Linked DNA regions of Zea mays: region 2 is linked to region 1. Evidence: chromatin contacts called from public Hi-C data. All regions are on one chromosome and are shown on one strand. The core of a region is the stretch at or near the end of the contact, and the rest is flanking DNA. Distances in the headings are between cores, read along the strand shown. Region 1 holds the start of LOC541908 (expansin-B7). Region 2 holds the start of LOC100285831 (cortical cell-delineating protein).

Region 1 (5,702 bases), core at 232-2,731:
ATCGATGATGATGATGGTGACTGAATATCATTATCGCTAATTACTGAAGATCGTTAGGTCATTAATAGTTGGGTAAAGCTTTATCACGAATATATAGCATGTATAATCCAACAACAGATCGATCGAAGATGATTCATAATGCACTGGACGGACGTCACAAGCGACGTCTCGATCGACAAGTATATGTATGTATTCAGCAGCTATAGCTAGCTAGGTAGAGACGTCGTCTTATGCCTGTCTATCTTTACGTACATATATATCATCGATCCGATCCGTCCATGGAATTAATGATGATGCATATACTTGCTTAAATTACTGCTGACACCGCGTTGTGTGTGTAGTGTATATATATCTATATGTACGACGCATGGCATATACTGCTACTCGAACTGGACGATGGAGCTGTAGACGTTGTCGGGCTGCCAGTCTGCCGGAATGACCTGGTCCGCCACCAGCGTCTTGCCGGACTCGTTGGTGACGCGCAGCGAGAAGGGCCCCTGCAGCGGCCGGCGGGTGTCCATCCTCCATATGGAGCCCCAGGACTCGCGCATGGGCTCCCAGACGCCGGTGGGCTCGCCGTCGTCGGGGCTGGACTCCATCAGGTCCACCTGCACCACGTCGCCGTCGCCGTTCTCGTACTCCACCAGCACCGCCAGGTAGTTGGGGTTGGAGCCACGCTCGATGTGGAAGGTCACCGTCAGACCAGGGTACTGGCAGGGAACCCTCTTGAACTGGATGTCGATGATTCCTGCGTGCCTTAGCTCGTCGTTGTGCTCGTCTTTTGCCATGGCCCCGAAGGCAGTGCCGCTCAGGTCGAAGTGGTAGGGGGCCACCGGGTAGTAGTTCATGTCCGTGATGATCACCGTCTCCGCCACGCCGGAGCACGCAGGGTGGGCCTTGCACCGGATCTGGTAGCAGGACCCGCATCCTTTGCCGTCCTTGAAGATTGGCTCGTTGCCGCACGACGTCATCGCCGAGAAAGGTGGCATGTTCACGCCCTTGAAGCCGCACGCGCCGCCGTTGTCGTCCGGACCAGCACCGTTCGGGGCACCGTACCATGTCGCACGGGCGTTCAGCCACCCGTCGTCGCTGCTGCTGTTGTTGCCAGCCGCCGGAGACGGAGACGGATACGGAGACGGTGTCGTCGGCGCGGCATGGGCTCGTCCCCCTCCGCCTTGCTTGTGGCTCTTGCTGCTGCTGGAACTACCACTACCACCGCCATTGTTGCTGTTGTGCCTGGTTCCATCGCTGCCGTGAGCCACCAGCAGGCAAAGCAGCGCAGCAGCGACGGCGCGGGAGGACAAGCAGGACGATGACCACCACCACAGTACCGCCATATGCGATCGATCGATCCAAGTGGAAGTGGAATGAAGCTGAAGTGGAAGGTGAAGGCTGCAGGGGGAGAGACTGACATGTATATATATATATATATATATATGAAATGAAAGCTAAGGCAAACGGACACGGGTCACGGGAAATTGATTGCATATATATGGCCGCGGCCGGCCGTTAGTTGCAACCTACGCACGCAAATAAACGCAGACCGAACCGGAGGCCATCGATCCTCCATCGCCGGCCGCCGGCGGGCCCCGCCGCTGCTCACATGCGGGTGGAAGGGAGCGACGCCCGCATCAGGCTGCTGGCCCCGTGGCCTGCTGGGAGGTTCACGAGCCACCCTACGTACTGCTGCTACTTCTACCTGTGATCGATCATGTCCATGGATTCATCTGCCTGCCCCACGTGATCTGTAATTCCGAATTTTGGTACTTTTTTCCTTTCTTATAGAGATACGCGTTAATCTTAACCCGTCTTGTTGTTTGTTTTTTAGGGTCAAGATGCAGATAAATAAATAGCTAATATAAGGAGAAAATAAGTCTGGCTGTACAACACTAAGAAATGGAGAGTATTCATCGTGTTCGTGAGAGTTCTTGGTGATCCGTTCATCCTCGTCGAAGCTTCAATCATCGTTGGATAAGAGTTCCAGCTAACATTATATTTTGTATCGGAGCCAAATGAGCCGGAGATAAAGCATTGTTCTGCTCCACGGGACGATAGTCATGGAGGACGACAAGGTCGCCACATCATGCCCTCGCCAACACCACATAGAGGGTGCCATAAGGTCATGATCCATACCGTGCTATTATGGAGATATTTCGTCATCGAGACTCAGTTCTCTATGCACACACGCACCGACTAGTAGGAGTGGGCGATGTTTATGCGGTTGAACTTGGAGACGGCAGGCTGGTCAAACACTGTCGATCCAGAGGTAGGCGAGGAGATCATCTACCACCATGATTGTCTAGCGCTCGCTACAATCCTACGCTCTACGCCGCCTGACATGCTGATCGGTCTTCGAGAGAGGAGAATAGCATCAACAAATTGACACCGACTAGTAGGAGTGGGCGATCCGGTGCACCACCAGACCGGTCCCGTGAACCGCAAACCAGCCACTACCGGAATCAGCTTCTTTGCCGTGTGTTCTAAACACACGGCAAACGCTATTTTACACTCGGCAAAGGCTTTGCCGAGTGTAACACTCGGCAAAGAACGCTCGGCGAACTGTACATCGGCAACAGCTTCTTTGCCGAGTACTTTTTGTCGGGCACTCGGCAAAAACTTTGCTGAGTGTCATTTGGCACTCGGCAAAGAAAAGTCACCGTCACGGCGCCAAGTAACGGTGACGGATCCTTTACCGAGTGCCAACGGCGACACTCGGCAAAGACTGGTCTAGTGGACCCCACAGCCAGTCCCTGTGCCGAGAGCCCTAGTAGGCACTCGGCAAAGGAGGATTCTTTGTCGAGTGTCTGGTGGACCGGCCCTCGGCAAAGAACCCTCCAGTGGGCCCCTTTGCCAGTATCTTTGCCGAGTGCCTTGGCAAAATCACTCGGCAAAGATGTCTTTGCCGGTTCCCAGGTTTCCTTCTTTGCCGAGTGCCACTGTCAGCACTCGGCAAAGATGTCTTTACCGGTTCCCAGGTTTCCTTCTTTGCCGAGTGCCATGGTCATTGCACTCGGCAAAGCAACCTTTTGCCGAGTGTTACACTCGGCAAAGTGACCAGGATGTCCCTTTTTTATTTGCTTTTGTTGTTCCATCCAAACAAACAAAAGATATATATCATTCACATCACATTATATATCAAGCACATCACAGAATGAACACATTTATCATCAACACCATATATATCACAAAGTCTCACAAAACATATCACAAGTCTCACTAAAGTCAGGATCATCACAAAACAGATACAAGTCTGCATCATCACTAACATCACCAAGTATCTCACAAGATAAAGTGTAACAAACATCACCAACACTCATAAAGGTAAGTCTGGATCATCACAAAACAAATCATCAACGAGGTGGGCATCTGGACTGGTTCGGCGAAGGGCTGGACGAAGCATGAGGGTTGTTCGACGCCGCCGATTGACCCTGCATAGAGAAGAGATTATATGTGTGAGAACATATGAATATATATCATGCAGTACTAAAATTTTGATACTCACAGGAGTAGTGAACTCTGTAGGGTCAGCTGCAGGGAACAACGGAGGTGGTGGAGCATGACCCTGTGCGGCGCCAAGGCTCTGCATGTACGCGAACATCTCCGCCATCCTCTTCTCTAGCTCCTCACGTTGCCTCCTCTCATCATCTAGCTGAGTCTGTAATATTTCGCCCTAATGTTACGATAATGCAAAGAGAAGATATATAAAAATCAATGAACGATGAATAGATAAGGAATAACCTGGAGTTGCTGGATACGATGCTGTGAGGTGTCCTGCCGAGGTCGTATGGCTGGGCTCGCGCTCGTGCTCCTTGCTCGCACCTGAGAGAGAGTGGGAGTGGAGGACGAGTCGATTGCCCCGTCGGCAATCCAGTACCGCCCATGCCTCTTGCCTCCTCCGACCCTCATGAGGACATCTCCGTCGATGTCCTCGGTCCTCGGATCGTAATCTGGCCCATGGACCTCCTTGGCCATGGCGGTGTACTCACTGAGTCGACTGTGGATGGCGGGGTTGGTGTACGCCTCGGGCCCGTCATCCGGGTTGTAGGTGACGTCGGACGTCGCCTTCCCCTTGTGGGCCATGGCATATGCCGAGAACGTGGAGCAAGGCGCGCCACCATGTGCCGCCGACTGCGAGAAAACCAACGAGATGGTTAGAAATCATGTCTAATCGAAAGTTATATACCTAAATAAAAAAGAGCGCGTACCCATGCTTCCGCGTATTTGCCCAGGCTGCGGCTGCCTTGATGGTGGGAGGGACCTTGCATCAGCAAACGCCGTTCCCGGCTAGCGTTGTGTGCCTCATCCCACTCAGCCGAGCACCACCTCTGCACCATCTGCTCCCAGCACTCAGGATGCGCGGCGCACCAATGAGGAATCATCTAAAAAAATATAAGTACACAGCATATCAGAAGAAAAAAATAACCATATTTAGTACCAATAATAAAGTTTTGTATTTACCTGCAAGTACTGGTCCGGAGTCAACGACATGGTTCGGGCGTCCTTCTTGTTCACCTTCTCCCCAAGGACGGAGCCGTGGTAAGTGACGATGGCCTGGATGCGCGCCTCGTAGTGCATGTCCACGACGAGCTTCTTACAGCATGTCGTAGACACCACATCCGCCCTGGCCTCGTATCCAGCATCGCACCTGAAGAAATCCTACATACAAAGACGATGTATCCATACATTATTTCAAGAATATGCAACAAATGCGACTTATTAAACAATATAGTGCGAGGAAGACTTACCCACAGCTCTTGCTTCACCCGCTCCGCCTTGTTGTTGAATTGTCTGCCGTCCCGATCTACTGCATCGGGGGCGACGGCGTAGTGGTCGAAGGTGTATGCTGGGCTCGTCACTCCGGCGTACTCGACAAGTCCAGGGAAGTGTTCCCGGCATAGAAGGCCCAGGATGCCATTGGGGTTGCGGCCGTGACCCCCTGCAGTCTCCAAAACCATCCAAGACCTGTCCAAGTGTTCCCGGCATAGAAGGCCCAGGATTCGGACAAGCATGTATCTGCTCATACGTCATCTTGAGTGCACGAAGGAGTTTCTGTGCCTCGTACATGCTCTTTGGGAGAACGTGATCCTCCGGAAGCAGGCTGCCAATAACTGTCAACAAACCATCGAAGGCGTCTCGACTCATGCTATACTGCGACTTGAACGCCATTATACGCCCAATGGCATCCAGTTGAGAAACCTTTGTCTTGCCGTGAAGGGGTTTCTGTGCCGCGTCAAACATGTCGTAGAATGCCTTTGCGGTCGCCTCTGGCTCGTCCTCCGTACATCCTTCGGCGAACTGTGCCTCGTGATAGTCGTTCAACATGTCCGCTACCCCGGCATCAGCATCGTAATCCTCGACGCGTTGTCTCACCACCTCCTCTCTCGTGCGATGCCCTTCACCATGGAAGATCCACCGAGTATAGTCCGGCGTAAATCCATTCTTCCAAATATGTTCTACCATGGCCTTCTTTGGTTTTCTTTTCCGGTTGTCACATTTGCTGCACGGACAAGGGACTAGGCTAGCTCCTTTAGCAGCTTCGCCATATGCCCGTTCCACAAAAGCATCGGTCTTCCTAATCCATTCTGGGGTGACATCATTACGTCGAACGCGGCCCGTGTACATCCACTCACGGTCCTCCATCCTCTAACATATATAACCGAGTATAGTTTAATATAGACATGTAATGCATGTACACTACGTTC
Region 2 (5,086 bases), core at 1,662-4,161, 230 kb before region 1:
CGCTTTCCCTATTTTTGCACTCCTATATCTTTTATTTTTGTTTATAGGGCCAGCAACTTTAGTTTGCTGCTAAATTTCATCTGCGTCTGTTTGGTCGATGGGCAGGTTCGGTGGAGATCGCCGCCGTTGACGTTTCGATCGCCATATTTAACCAGCTCTCCAAGGTCTGCATCTACCCTTTTGGAACTTCTTATACCTCATATTTAAAAGATCCAAAATTTCTTTGTTGTACAGGAACACCATAATCAATGCGAACCGTTGCCCGCACATGGATATGAGATGGTAATTTCGTTGACTGTACTTCAAACTGAAGTTGCGGATAGGTTATTGTAATATATGACATCTATCTGTTGTACAATGCCCATGCCCTTACAGCTATTCTCCTAGAATATTCGCAACAACGGTCTATTCCTTTTGCCTATATATATATACACCTCAAGGTCTGGTGCTTCCAAGGCAGTAGAATGTTAAAAACAATTATTAAGGTGGTGGACATAATCCAGCTGAAGACATGTTCGACTATTGTCATTTTCACATATTTTTATAATAATAATGTTTACTGTTTCGATATTCATCTAACCATGCATATTACTGATCGTGAAATACAATAATTTAGGTTTGGTTGTCCCTTCTCTACCTAGAAGTATTCTAGAATCAAATTTTACAACGCGCGCAGGGCGCGCACCATTCACTAGTATGGAATAGATGAGAAAGAGGTCAGAGACTCAACCCTATATCATGTGTCTCGTGTGTTTCCTCTGTCGTGCTTACGTAAAAGGGGACAGATCCTATACAGCTTCTTGCGTCTCTACTGCTGACGGGAGGGAAGTGAGCGGATCTGGTGATCCGTGGTAACGTAGTTCTCAACATACTATACCCATGAACGTTGTGCGGGTACAACATTGATTGTTGCCATGTCTCGGGCTGTAGTTGTAGTCGTAAGCATTATAAAGTACGTGTATCTACACCGTAGTCAGTGGCCACTGTAGCATGCATGATATATCCTTACAATTATATAACTCAGTACCGCCATATGAGTTTGTAAGCTTAGCCTGCACACACATCTATACATCCAATATAAAGAGAGAGCGTAGCATATTACACTCAGGTGGTATGAACCTTGTGAAATTTTTGTTTGCCCCAGACTTATGCCACTCTTTTTTATCTCTGATTTCTTCTGGTACTTACCTTGACGTGCAAAACTAGCATGTTGAAATAAATTAATTAAATTAGAAATTTTCTAACCCTACCGCTGTACAATAAAAATATGTTTTAATATGTATGTCGTCCTCGCACAGCTTGTGCCGCTGCCGTCGTGGTTGTCCTTGGGCCTCCACCTGCTACCATGATGTTATTGGGCCTCCGCCTACATACCATTCCATGCTCGCTGCCACTGTTTGTTGTTGGGTTAGCTAGCTGGATTGTCGGATTTCATTTTGTTGGCAGGTGGGTGAGGGCATGGGCTCTGGGCCATGAGGAGGAGAAGAACAATTTTTTTAAAAAAAAAAATTGACGTACCATCCGCTTTGTAATGATGGTATTTGATAGAAAAACAACAAGTCGAGCTTTCATCCATCTATCGGGTCACATGGGCTACCCCCATCTTCTTATGAATGATCCGAAAAAGATCATCATCATCATTTTTTTATTGGCCTCTTTTGCTTGTTGTGTTGTTCGTGTAGGGACAGCTGTTTTGTTTTTTATCTCTATGTCACACAACTTAGTCGTAGTAAGCTCCATGTGATGATAGGCGTGCTACACGGGCGGCAGCCTGGCTCACCTTTAGGGCAGGATAAAATGACCGTGGCTCGTCGACTTCTTTTGATTCGTGGTCAGCTTAGATCGAATCGAATTGGGTCGTTTGAATTTGACCTAACATTCTAGCTCGTTTCCTTAACCAGCTTGGTTTGTTAACGAGTCAGCTCACGAGCTAAACGAGCTATATCACGTTTCAGGAAAACGAAACTCGTACATAGTTTCGTACGTGTAAGGATGTGCTTGCATTGGCTGCTTTGCTTTGCTTAGCTTTCCTCGGATGGTAATAAGTGTCGTGTGTGTATTTATGTATATATAGGACAACACTATTTGTCATTCTAGGTGATGATCACCCACCCTGAAATAACTTAATAATCATTAAGTTATTAATATTTTTTGTAAAGCATTTGTTAAGTTATTCTAGGGTGGATGATTATCACCTAGATTGACGAATAACATATATATAATTATCAAGGTTATATTTATAATTATTTATAGAATTATATAGAAAGATATACTTTATTAAAGCTATATTATTTTTTGTGCGACGTATAATCTACTATGAATTAATGGTTTGGTTACATGGATTTGGAGAAAATCTATGGAAGGAAATCATTTACGATTATCTTTGAATAGCAACTGATTTTCTTTTATGGATCGTCGCCAAATTTCTTGTCATCAAACCAAGCCTTACAGAGAGACAAACTATGAATGTGTGCAGGCATGGTGTATGTTCGTACTTGGTACAGTAGTACATACTCTTGCATCATAGTATAATTATATTCTTTAAGCTTAATTGAGAGGTCAGAGTGCAGAAAAATGGATTCAGGCCGACGACGACTCAGCCGATTCGGTGGGTAAGATATTTTCCATGAGGAGGATCGGCGACGATTCGACGGACGGGAAGCTGATGGATGTGAGCCACAAGATGGCCTTCACTAGCTTCCAACATACGTATGCATGCATGCATGCAGCACTAGGCTCGGCTCGAGTAGTGTTGTGTGTGCCAGTGCCAGCTATACAAGGGAAGGGATGAGATGAGAGGAGGAATGGAGGACGACCAAGTGAGGTGACTGGTGAACTCTCTACCACTTGTTGCCATGCACTAGCTAGCATGACCTCCCTATATATATATAGCTAGCTAGCTAGCTAGGCATCAACAACAGCCCTACAACTTACTGCTTGCTCTAGCTAGCTAGCTGCTCCTGGCCCATATCCACTAGGAGTACACAAGTAGGCTAGCAGCAATGGCCTCGGTGACGAGGTTCCCGGCCGTGGCCCTCGTCCTGCTGCTCGCCGCCAGCGCCTTCCTGGCCAGCGAGGTGGCGGCGTGCGGCGGCTGCCCGAAACCAACTCCTCCTCCATCGCCACCGCCGCCGTCGCCCACCAGCACGCCGTGCCCTCCGCCGCCGTCCAGCTCCGGCGGCAAGTGCCCCAAGAACGCGCTGAAACTGGGCGTGTGCGCCAACGTGCTGGGCCTCGTCAAGGTGTCCATCGGCAAGGTGCCCACCGACTCGTGCTGCCCACTGCTGGACGGGCTCGCCGACCTAGAGGCCGCCGTCTGCCTCTGCACCGCGCTCAAGGCCAACGTGCTCGGCATCAACCTCGACGTCCCCGTCAAGCTCACCCTGCTCCTCAACTACTGCGGCAAGAGCGTCCCTCAGGGCTTCCTGTGCGCCTAATATATATACTAGTGGCTAGTTCGTCACTAGCTTCACAGTTGCCATATGCATATTTGTGATTCTTCTTCTTTCCTTCTAGTTCACCACTGTATGTACGTGCCTCCTCCGGATGTTTTCTTTGGTATTGCCTTCTCTTCTACTCTTCTCCTAACTTGCTTGCATTATACATTGCGTGAGCATGATAATATATAAATCATTGGGTGTAAAGCAAAGCAGAAACATATCCGGTGCATATGAATCTTTGGTATACATATGCTACATATAAACTAACAAAATTTATAAAAAAAATTATAAAAAAACATACATATTCTTTCTATACTAAGCCTATATATATATATATATATATATATATATATATATATATATATATATATATATATATATATATATATATATATATATATATATATATATATATATATATATAAATTCAAGTTCAAACTCGTTATGTTTTAGTTGTAATAAAAAAGAGAACGTTTTAATTTAAACTTGTCAAACATTTTATCTTTTTTATTACGTTTAAAGTATAACAAATTTGAACTTAAAGTATTGTATATAATTAGAGTAAGATAAAAAAAAATATATGTATACATTTTTCATTTTTTTGTAAAATTTATTAGTTCATGTGCACACCTGGGTGATCTGTCCCCAAAGCGAATGCATGTTTCGTCGACGACACGTACATACACCGAGTACCGATGAACATCTGCTAGTTTCATCGAATTTGAGGATATATATATATATATATATATATATATATATATATATATATATATATATATATATATATATATATATATATATATATATATATATATATATATATATAGACACACACACACAAACAACACACTCTCACCAGTATATATATATATATGTTCCTCAATCCGGACATTGAAACAATTCTCTTAGGGTATGGATTCCTCTATCTACCAAATCAACCCTAAATCTAGAGCCCTTTTTGACAGGACTCCGGCTTATTTAAAAATAGTTCTGGCTATGGTTTCTCTGAACTCATTGGTTTATCGAGAGGAGAGAGATCCATTTTGTAATTGGTTTGGCAAAACATCTTCTCTTGTGTTTCATTCGAATGATGTATAAGAAAAGGTGTAGATAGGACCCGGTAGAAGCCTTCTACCGAGGTTTTTGGTGCTTTGGCTCCAACAAGAAAACGGCTCCAGTTCTTGGAGGGCACTTAACGAGAAACTATTTGTTGACCATTTGGTAGGACTTTATAAACTAAAGCCAAAGCCGTCTAAATAGCCATGCCAAATAAAAGGGACATCTATATGCATGTACATGAATTGCGCAACCGTATAAGATGTACATGTATGCGTACTGACATACTGTACGTAGGTAGAAAAAAAAGGAAGACTAGCTAACTTTTGTTGAAATAAAGTAGGTTGAAAAGGTAGGTATATAGCTAGCGAAGGATGACGACAGTCGTATGCGGATGGAGAGGGGGGAGGTACAGTTGCTCGTGCTGCTATGCTTTCTTATTCTATGCATGCATTATGGACCGATCACTGGTCACGGATTGCAAATTATGGGCGCGCAAGCCAACAAAACCCTAGGGTTCACGGGCCGGGCATATACCTAGCTACAAAACAAACGTCAGCCTCACCTTTCCAGACGATATCGATGAATGG

The links. A called contact is a pair of places that touch in the nucleus more often than the background predicts.
Region 2: a contact with region 1 is called in a Hi-C map of endosperm, with 3 times the contacts expected there. The contact joins the promoter of LOC100285831 here to the promoter of LOC541908 in region 1. A contact is called at or near these places in 2 of 25 Hi-C or Micro-C datasets (ear and endosperm).

The regions. Positions count from the first base shown.
Region 1 is chr1:1,702,361-1,708,062 of Zm-B73-REFERENCE-NAM-5.0, reverse strand. LOC541908 (expansin-B7) reads right to left here and starts at 1,481. Exons shown (of 1, transcript NM_001305813.1): 1 at 69-1,481. The coding sequence starts at 1,337. The coding sequence ends at 381.
Region 2 is chr1:1,931,274-1,936,359 of Zm-B73-REFERENCE-NAM-5.0, reverse strand. It overlaps LOC100285831 (cortical cell-delineating protein), which reads left to right and starts at 2,911. Exons shown (of 1, transcript NM_001158721.2): 1 at 2,911-3,640. The coding sequence starts at 3,003. The coding sequence ends at 3,437.